Linked DNA regions of Mus musculus: all the other regions are linked to region 2. A link is a contact called in public HiChIP or PLAC-seq data. All regions are on one chromosome and are shown on one strand. The core of a region is the stretch at or near the end of the contact, and the rest is flanking DNA. Distances in the headings are between cores, read along the strand shown. Region 1 holds the start of Galk1 (galactokinase 1). Region 2 overlaps Srp68 (signal recognition particle 68). Region 3 overlaps Rnf157 (ring finger protein 157).

What was found. HiChIP or PLAC-seq counts read pairs in DNA pulled down with a chosen protein or histone mark.
Region 1: a contact with region 2 is called in a FOXA1 HiChIP or PLAC-seq map of pancreatic cancer cells. The contact joins the promoter of Galk1 here to the enhancer-like site in region 2. A contact is called at or near these places in 1 of 39 promoter capture datasets (cranial neural crest), 1 of 115 datasets of contacts at active chromatin or transcription factors (pancreatic cancer cells) and 3 of 9 other capture datasets (adipose tissue, embryonic stem cells and pancreatic islet).
Region 3: a contact with region 2 is called in a BATF HiChIP or PLAC-seq map of CD8 T cells, with 6 read pairs. The contact joins two enhancer-like sites. A contact is called at or near these places in 1 of 484 Hi-C or Micro-C datasets (nephron progenitors), 2 of 115 datasets of contacts at active chromatin or transcription factors (CD8 T cells and embryonic stem cells) and 1 of 9 other capture datasets (adipose tissue).

The regions. Positions count from the first base shown.
Region 1 is chr11:116,010,960-116,014,269 of GRCm38.p6, forward strand. It overlaps Galk1 (galactokinase 1), which reads right to left and starts at 1,760. Exons shown (of 8, transcript NM_016905.2): 1 at 1,555-1,760; 2 at 68-257. The coding sequence starts at 1,719.
Region 2 is chr11:116,253,339-116,256,499 of GRCm38.p6, forward strand. It overlaps Srp68 (signal recognition particle 68), which reads right to left. Exons shown (of 16, transcript NM_146032.3): 9 at 964-1,062. Among named protein-coding and RNA genes, the nearest start is that of Evpl, 17 kb to the left of the region's middle. Within about 2 kb of position 1,448, at least 134 of the 459 cell types and tissues checked have an H3K27ac peak or open chromatin away from gene starts, as enhancers often do. A contact at or near this core is called in CD8 T cells, pancreatic cancer cells and pancreatic islet, where this site is marked.
Region 3 is chr11:116,393,419-116,396,543 of GRCm38.p6, forward strand. Rnf157 (ring finger protein 157) reads right to left here. Exons shown (of 19, transcript NM_027258.1): 2 at 2,771-2,889. Among named protein-coding and RNA genes, the nearest start is that of Rnf157, 18 kb to the right of the region's middle. Within about 2 kb of position 1,488, at least 58 of the 459 cell types and tissues checked have an H3K27ac peak or open chromatin away from gene starts, as enhancers often do. A contact at or near this core is called in CD8 T cells, where this site is marked.

The DNA.
Region 1 (3,310 bases), core at 510-3,009, 240 kb before region 2:
CACCCTGGAGGAATGCCGAGATGGGGTGAGATGATCCTCCCAGAAGCAGCCTGAGTGAGTCCTATACCTGGGTAATGTTGAATCACTCCCTTGACATAATTGGCCCACTGTGGGATTCCAGGCTCCAAGGACCACTGGGCTGAGGGCAGTGGGAACTGCAGTCTTTGGGGCTCGTCTGCATCTTTGGAAGTGGTGAGAAGAGAAACAAGCCCATCTGTCCGGGGGCTGCCAACCATCACGGTCACGAGCTCCAGTGCCTGGAAGGAGTAGGCATGTGTAGTCTATACCACCTGACAGAAGAAGTCCACCCAGGATCACATCATAGCCACAGAATCTATTTTTGGCTTTTTGTTTTGTTTTGTTTTTAAAGTTTTTGAAAACAGGGTCTCACTGTGCAATCCTGTCTGGAACTTTCTATGTAGATCAGGCTATCCTCTAACTAAGAGGCCCACCTGCCTCTACTTCAGAATGCTGGGATTAATAAAAGTATATGTGGGTGGAATATCCCATTGCAAATAGAAAACTCATGTCACTTGAAGTTCTAGAACAGCCCCAGGGTGACTGAAGCAACCAGGATCCAAACCCCAAGGTTCTGTCGTCTGGGACACACAGGGCCGTGAAGGGAATAGGCTTAGCTTGAAGGAGATGGGAGAAAGCGCTTCAATTAAGCGTTAGCCTTGGGGGCTCAGAGCACAGCCTTGTGGGTCTTCAGGGGCGGGGCCAGTGGTGATAGGAATGTGAACCTGGACTCTGCCCTAGCTAGCGTCCAACTGTGGGCCAAAGGGGACAGATAGTGATCTTATGCAAAAACAGGCCCAGAGGGGCTCCAGACTTCCTCCCACCTGGACCCAGCTCTGCACGCGGTAATCCCTTGTTCAGGAACTACTTATGCGCTGAGAGACCCAGGCTGAGAGTCCAAGAACCGAATGTGTAACTTTGAGGGAGTCATTAGTGCTCTGTGGATCTACTGTTTTCTCTGTAAATTCAAGGGGATGGGCCGGGGGGGGGGGGGGGGGAAGCTACATTTACACAGGTCTACCTTTGCATAGGTCTAGGTCGGTGCTGTGGGCCCAATCAAAGTCAGAGGGCTAAATAACCTCCTTTTTTTTCTTTTTCCTTGTTTTAAGAATCTTACAGCCCAAGCTGTCCTGGAACTCACTTTGTAGTTCAGGCTGATCTTGAACTCGTGGCAATTCTCATGCCTGAGCTTCCCCAGTACTGGACTATTAGGAATGCGCCACCATGCCTAATACTCTCTTATATTGCTTCCTTGGTCCTCACATTTTTAAGAGGTTCATACTTCCAAGTTGTGGGCGATGCCCCCAGAAGGCGGGCTCGAGAAGACAAACCGCACAGCCCCCCTCCCCCCAGCTCTGGCTTCCTGTCTTCGCACGTGGACAACTGCACGTCCCGGGGTCTCTCACGTCTGCTAGACCGCTTCACTCCGCCTTCCACCCGGAGGGTACCCGCCCTCCCGTGCCCCCTATGCCAGCCCTTCCCTACCGCAGGCCGGGCCAGCACACACAAGGAAGGGTCCCCAATGCGGCCCCTCACCATGGGCAGCACCAGGCCCTGGTTGTAGTCCGTGTGCTCCCCGATGAGGTTGACGCGGCCCGGCGCCGACACTGCCAGCTCCGGCTCGGCTCCAAACTCCTCCATGAAGGCCCGGCGGGCCTCGGCCAGCAGCTCCTCGACCCGGGGCGGTCTCCAAGCAGCCATGACGCTCGTCTGCAGCTGGGCGCACCGCCCCGCGGGATGCTGGGGGCGGAGCCACGTGGCGCGGACTTACATTCCTGTCCTTCGCGGGACCCCGCCCCCGCTACGACGGCCCCGCCCATCCCACCTGCAGAGCGGGGTCCAAACTTAGCTCTCCAGCGCAAGCCAACGCGGCAGCTGACAGCTGGAGGAAGAGACTCGGTTGCAACTTGTATCTTCGGTGATGTCCTAGCAGGAGTTTGGGGCTCCCACTTGAGTAGCAGTTAACACAAATGGAGATCTGAACTTCCCATCCATCCCTGAACCTGGAGCCTCTTAATGCGCTCCCATCCCCATCATCATCATCCCTCACACAGCCAGGGCAACACCAACACGAGCTGGCAACAGGAACAGCTGAGTGTCCCAGAGGATCTAGCGAAGTTATGCTAAGTCGTCAGCCCCTGGTCGGTCATGTCTCTAACAGGATGATGTGGTACACAGTCTAGGGATAAACAAGGAGAGCCAAGGTTCGAAGCCTTTTACAGGCTCCTTCTCTGGCTCCTGGCGATGGAGGACTGAAGTTCATCTCATCCAGTGGCCGGCAGGAAGCAAGCTCAGGCACTCCTCGATGACGCAAAGGCTACTGCAAAGATGGCTAATGTTGTTGGCCCCTAGCAGTTGCTTCCTCCACAAGAGCCTTGGTCTCAGAGACATGACCATCTAAAGCCTTCATGCTGGCCCAAATCTTTGCCTGGATTCCTAGCTATTCCTGGTCACCTTGTGTGAAACCTTCTAACAGAAGGACTAAAATGTAAGACAGTAAGAGTGGAGAACGGTAGGGGGTGTAGCTCAGTGGTAGAGAGCACATGCATTCAAAAGAAACACACAAATAAATGTACTATCTTATTCAAAAATTAAATAATTTCCAAGCCAGGCATAGTAGTCCATCTCAGCACATGGGAGACTCAGGCCGGAGGAGCGGCAGTCTGAAACCAGTCTGGGCTAAGATTCTGTCTAGAAAACAAATAAACAGGTTTTGTTAACAAAAGACATGTAAATCAAGAAAGCAGTATGTGGGGCTGGAGAGATGGCTCAGTGGTTAAGAGCACTGACTGCTTTTCCAAAGGTCCTGAGTTCAAATCCCAGCAACCACATGGTGGCTCACAACCATCCGTAATTAGATCTGACTTCCTCTTCTGAAGTGTCTGAAGACAGCTACAGTGTACTTACATATAATAAATAAATCTTTAAAAAAAACAAAACAACAAAAAAAGAAGGTGTGATCTTCTAAAAAAAAAAAAAAAGAAAGAAAATAAGAAAAGAAAGCAGTATGTGAGCCAGGCACGGTGGCACACAGCTTTTTAATCCCAGCACTTGGGAGGAAGAGGCAGGAAGATGTCTGAGTTCAGAGGCCAGCCTGGTCTACAGAGTGAGTTCCAGGACAGCCGAGGGAGAAGAAGAAGAAGAAGGAGAAGAAGAAGGCGGCATTCAAAACAATCAACAAGAAGGAAGAGAGGAAGAAAAAAAGAAAGAAAGAAAGAAAGAAAGAAAGAAAGAAAGAAAGAAAGAAAGAAGCAAGCTCTAATAGCACAGGTCAGTACTCAGGAAGCAGAAG
Region 2 (3,161 bases), core at 198-2,697:
TAGTGAGATCTTGGCTTAAACTAGTTTTTTTAAAAACCCACAAGACATTCCCAGCATGCACAAAGTCCTAGGTTCAATGTGCAGTGAACCACAAAACAAAAAAAGCAGCGAGACCACAGCTCCACTGTCGGCTCTGAGACCATAGCCTCCCTGCTGTAGACCCAAATTCTACCATCCCTGTATGCCTGGTGTGACCAGTACCCTAAGCCACCCACATCCTTGACCTCCAGCATCCATGGAGATGTTACTGCATGTGGTAGAAGAGACTCTGGGTGGGAATATTTAAGTGTTTTTCAATTACTAAACTGCAGTCCTCCTGCCTCTGTCTACAGAATGTTACAACTACAGGTGTGCACCACCTCACCTTTAGAGCCATCTCAGTCTACGTTAAAATGCTACTTAAGAACAGGTAGAAACTAGTCATGGCTTCAGCTTCTGTAAACCCAGCTCTCAGGAGCTGGAGAGATGGCTCAGCGGGTAAGAGCACTGACTGCTCTTCCGAAGGTCCCGAGTTCAAATCCCAGCAACCACATGGTGGCTCACAGCCATCTGTAATGAGATCTGACATCCTCTTCTGGTGTGTCTGAAGACAGCTACAGTGTACTTACATATAATAAATAAATAAATCTTTAAAAAAAAAAATCCCAGCCCTCCACAGGCTGAGGTAGTGGGATCATCTGTAGGGGACACACACGAGGGAGGGAGACTCTAGGGTGTGGTATAAAGTGGGAAGGACCTCAGTAAGGCACCATTAGGAAAGGCGGTGCCCCTGGAGACAAGGGGCTGAGACCACTGGATGACTCAAGAATGGCCAGAGAATGAAGTATGAAGTGTGAACCGGAGCCCAGAGGCCTCTACTGCTTACAAGCTGATCACATCTACAAATGGCCCAAGGCCCAGTGATGACCCCTGGGAGCACCCCGAGGACAGCTCAGACTGGGGGAGGACAGGAGATGGGCTGACCTGATCGGGCTTGAGCTCTTCCCTCACGGCTTGGAGGGCGTCTCGGCACTCACTCAGCATGGACTCGAACAGACGCTCCTTCGTTTCTTCACTTTCAGCCTACACAGTGGCAAAATGGAGCAAGAGACTGTTTTGAGCAGATTGGAGGAGGCACGGCATCGCATGGCTCAGAGGTGCCGTATGCAAACCTTTACAATCTGAGCCAACCTGCAGTTTCTGGTTTCTTTCAGATTCGAGCAAAAGACAGAAATTTCTAATCAATATCCAACCAAGAAGATATTTCTCCTAAATATAAGACTAAATTGTCTTCTCTAGACATTCTGGGTCCATTGTTGTACATGGCCAACTCTTTGAGAACAACTTCTGGGCAGAAATGGTTGACAAGAAAGAGGCGACAGTATTCGCCCAGTACTAGGTGTCACCCTCACTACACTGCTCGATAAACCACAAAGTGACTCATTAACTGAATGCCTGCCACACCATGTTTCCAACCGAAAGAACCTGACTGAGCAGGGAAGCCACAAAAGGCAGGAAGCAGATGGCCCTGTGCCACCGGCGAGCAGACCCACTGAAGTGAAAGCGTTAGCATTCCACGGTCATGTTTGACTTTCCACAGAACTAACAGGCAGCCTGAAAAACACCAGCCTTCAACTGGCCTCTCAGGACCACAGAAGCCCGCCCAGAACACCCTCCACTCCTGTGAGAGGAGAAGGAGCCCAGATAAAAATTTCTGAAGATCTCTTGTGTTTTCCCTACATTCTAGTGTAAGGAAATAACTGTAAATTGCCCCATACATACCACACAGACGCTGCCACTTACGGGCCACCTGACTTTCCTGTCCCTTACTAACTTGGGAAACAAATCAGGACCATGGCCTCCGGTACCCTGAAGGCAAACACCACCCCATCAGCTAGCTCACTTCCCACCAGAGCAGTGCCTGCTGTCCAACAGACGTCAGGATGGACAGCTGCTCTAGCCGAGGTCGGCCATGCAGCGGGCATCAGTGTGGACTGCTGGGACCATGGTACATTACATAGAACAAACACAGCAAGGTGCTGTCCTGTCTGCTGTGACTCCAGAGAAGACTCCCTTTCCTCACCGAATCAGACTCTGAGGTTCCAGTGGAACTGTGAAAACCGAGTAAGACAGGTAAACCCCTGTGGAGCCACCGCAGAAAGGGTCAGCCCTAGAACCCACAAATCCGCAGCAGCACTGCTTCAGGTGGGCGGGGCTGAGCTGTCTGGCCGTGGGCAGTAAATGAGGATCTGTCTTCCCTCCTATCGGTAGGAAAAGTTCACATTTAAAATCAGAGGATGCACTCTTGGCTTCTTGCTCTCTGTTTTCTTCCTCCTGCTCCCCCCTCCATTCCTCTCCTCCTCCATCCCCCTCCACTGCTCACAGCTGGCCTCTACTCCTCTACTCTCTCTCTGCCTTTCTGTCTCTACTACCCCCTCAACTCCCCTCACAGTGCCCTGAATAAACTCTATTCTCTACTATTAAAAAAAAAAAAAAAAAAAAAAAATCAAAGGATGCCAGAACGCTAAGCCTCGTCACTGCCTCTGCGGTCGCCTCGGCACCAGAGCGCTGAAGACAAACTTCCGATGCTCCCCCACATTCTATGTCTCAGTAAGGATTTATGAAGATATTCCACAACAACCAAGGAAAAGGTTATGTCTGACGGGAAGGACTTAGTGGGATGTTTTCCACGTGCCACCCACAATGCTGAGTGACTCAGAGACCACCAGTATCTGAGAACTTGCCACGGATCTTCCTGCCTAGGGCAAAATGTCTCCAAACAGGAAGTCTTCATATATTTACGGCTCTCATTTACTCTAGAACCTATACTTGATGCCAAGGTGACTCCCACAGGGAGACACGCCTTTCAACATGCAGGGGCAGGACTGCACTCCACATCCCAGCCTGCCACATCTGCTACCGAGCCAGTACTCAATGGCACACTCCCTGCATAGAAACATGTGGCCCACTGGACCCTGTTCCCGGTGTGCCAATGGCAGTGTCTAGAGCTTGGAAATGATGACCTGCCTGCTCATCTCAATCAATCAACGGAACTCCTCTGGGCCAGCCAGTGCAGGGACACGGCACCACAGTGTCTCCCCCTATTATAGACACTGCTGGGTTGTTTTCACTGGCTGACAGGAATCTTGGGGAGATGGTGGTGTGTGACTAAGAGACACACA
Region 3 (3,125 bases), core at 238-2,737, 140 kb after region 2:
AGCCTCAGTGACTACAGTCATAGATGAACAGGCCTCAGCTAATGTCAAGATACAGAGAGGTCTCATGCTGGTTAATCAACTCATAGATCTTGTCCAGAAACAACTAGATGTATTATGACAAATAACTCAGCAGGGATGTGAACAAAAGTTTCCGGGATTGTGTGTTATTTCCATTCAGTATGTTAAATTTACTAGGACAGCTAATTTGTCAAAAAGTCTTTTTCAGTATATGTTACAGAATTGGATGGCTGAATTTGAACAGACCCTTCGAGGCTTGCCATCATTCAGGTCAACTCCACGCGCTTGGACCTGTCCCTGACCAAAGGATTACCCAATTGGATCTCCTCAGCATTTTCTTTCTTTAAAAAATTGGGTGGGATTAATATTATTTGGAGATACACTTTGCTGTGGATTAGTGTTGCTTCTTTGATTGGTCTGTAAGCTTAAGGCCCAAACTAAGAGAGACAAGGTGGTTATTGCCCAGGCGCTTGCAGGACTAGAACATGGAGCTTCCCCTGATATATCTATGCTTAGGCAATAGGTCGCTGGCCACTCAGCTCTTATATCTCACGAGGCTAGTCTCATTGCACGAGATAGAGTGAGTGTGCTTCAGCAGCCCGAGAGAGTTGCAAGGCTAAGCACTGCAATGGAAAGGCTCTGCGGCATATATGAGCCTATTCTAGGGAGACATGTCATCTTTCATGAAGGTTCAGTGTCCTAGTTCCCTTCCCCCAGGCAAAACGACACGGGAGCAGGTCAGGGTTGCTCTGGGTAAAAGCCTGTAAGCCTAAGAGCTAATCCTGTACATGGCTCCTTTACCTACACACTGGGGATTTGACCTCTATCTCCACTCTCATTAATTTGGGTGGCCTATTTGCTCTTATTAAAAGAAAAAGGGGGAACTGTGGGAAGCCGCCCCCACATTCGCCGTCACAAGATGGCGCTGACATCCTGTGTTCTAAGTTGGTAAACAAATAATCTGCGCATGAGCCAAGGGTATTTACGACTACTTGTACTCTGTTTTTCCCGTGAACGTCAGCTCGGCCATGGGCTGCAGCCAATCAGGGAGTGATGCGCCCTAGGCAATTGTTGTTCTCTTTAAAGAGGAAAGGGGTTTCGTTTTCTCTCTCTCTTGCTTTTTCGCTCTCTTGCTTGCTTTTCTCTTTCTCTTGCTTTTCTCTCTCTTGCTTCTTGCTCTCTTTTCCTGAAGATGTAAGAATAAAGCTTTGCCGCAGAAGATTCTGGTCTGTGGTGTTCTTCCTGGCCGGTCGTGAGAACGCGTCTAATAACAGGAGGGGATGTCAGCCTCTCGGGCAGTGCAGCCCACTCAGCTTTCTACTGTTGTTCTGCCACAGGCCAGTCTGCCTCCCTTGTCTGTTCCAAGATCATCAAACTCAGTCACTTCAGCCCTGTGTCCCTAGCACCTACCACAGAGCTGGCACTGGCAGTTGCTCAGTGACTGTCAAGTTTACAAACACAGGGGTGGCTTAGACTTAAACTCTGCACCTCCCTCTAGGTGAGAGTCCTTTCCCACCAGCCCAGTCAGTCAGTTCCCAAAGCCCCACCCAAGTCCCTCAGCTCAGCACCCAAGCAATCGTTGGCAGCACTCACTCCCACTCTCATTCCTGCAGAACTCAGTCACTGTAGACCTTCTCTCTTAGCTAACGTTTCCTGTTGCGTGTTCTAGCTGCCCCGCTCATGTGGAAGAGAGAGTTCTCCAAAGCAGCAAGAGGCAAAAGACTGATTTACAGCAAGGCAGATCTACTTATAAGACAGGGAGCAAATTTCATGTAAAACATTGGAAAGGTCCCTGGACCAGGCACACAGTCTCTATATGCCAGCTTCTACCGCTACTTGTCTTTCACTGATAAAATAAAATGAGAGGGACTGCAAGTCCCGGGACAGGTAGACACGGTGGCCCAGGCTTGTAATCCTGCATTCAGGAAGCCAAGGTAGACAGACTTGAGTCTAGACCACAGAGTGAGGTCCAAGACAGTCTGTCCTACCAAGTGAACCGATTAAGAAAATAAAATATAATAAACTTGGCATGGTAGTCCACACCTTTAATCCCAGCACTCAGAAGGAAAGGCGGGTAGAGCTCTGTAAGTTCAACCAATCTGGTCTATATAACAAATTCCAGGACAGCCAGACCAGAGCTATGGAATAGAGATGAGGCCTGGAGATGGAGCACTTTCATAAGGCCCTATACCACCACCACCCCCCAAAAAAACCCAAAAAACAAAAAAACCAAACCAAACCCAGTATGTCCTCCCTCGGGTAGGTCTTCATATGAAGAACAGTACCTGGGCCTTCCTCTGCACCCTGACAGCTGTTTTATAAAGCCTCAAGCAGATGCAGAATGGTCCCCATTTCAAGTTTACAGAGCCTAAGGGTTGACTCTGGAGCCTAACATTGCCTTGCATTTCTCAGCAATCCTCTTGCCTCAGCCTCCCAAGTGCTGGCATGACTGCGTGCAACTCCAAAACCAGGGAAACTTCATTCATTCACTCAACAAATATTTGCCAAGGCTTTTCGTTTTGAACCAGGCTCTGTGCTAGGTCCAACACACGACGGTAAACACAGTTCTTGCCTTCACTGGTCAGGACTGCTAAGGAGATGCCCTTAGAAGTGGGAATCCTCAGGAAAGCTCCCTCAGCCTGGCCACACCGAACCCGTAGAGCCCCCTGCCACATCAGCAAACTTGATTTTAACAGGGCTGGGTGCACGGGTCACTGTAGGCCCACAGCCAGTAAAGAGAGTCTACCCTTACCGCCACCGGCCTGTTTCCCAGGAAGTTCAGGTCGCTGTTCTCGCCAAACAGGTAACCCTCCGGATGCGTGGAGTCAAACTTCTCTCCTCCCATGATGAAGTGGCTGGCAAAATAGCTGCCTGGAGAGTGACAGACAAAAAGAGTCAGACAAGCAGAGTGCCATGAGGCCGGACGGAGGGGGAAATGCCGTGAGAAAGGAAGAGGTTAGGGCTCCCAACAAAGAATCAGACACATTGCTTCTGATTTCAGAACCTGGCACAAAATCAGCAAAACCTCATCAGAACCGGAAACGACAAACAAAGAGGCCATTTCTGTTCTTGTACCAAGCTTGAGTCCTTCCTTAAAATACCATTAA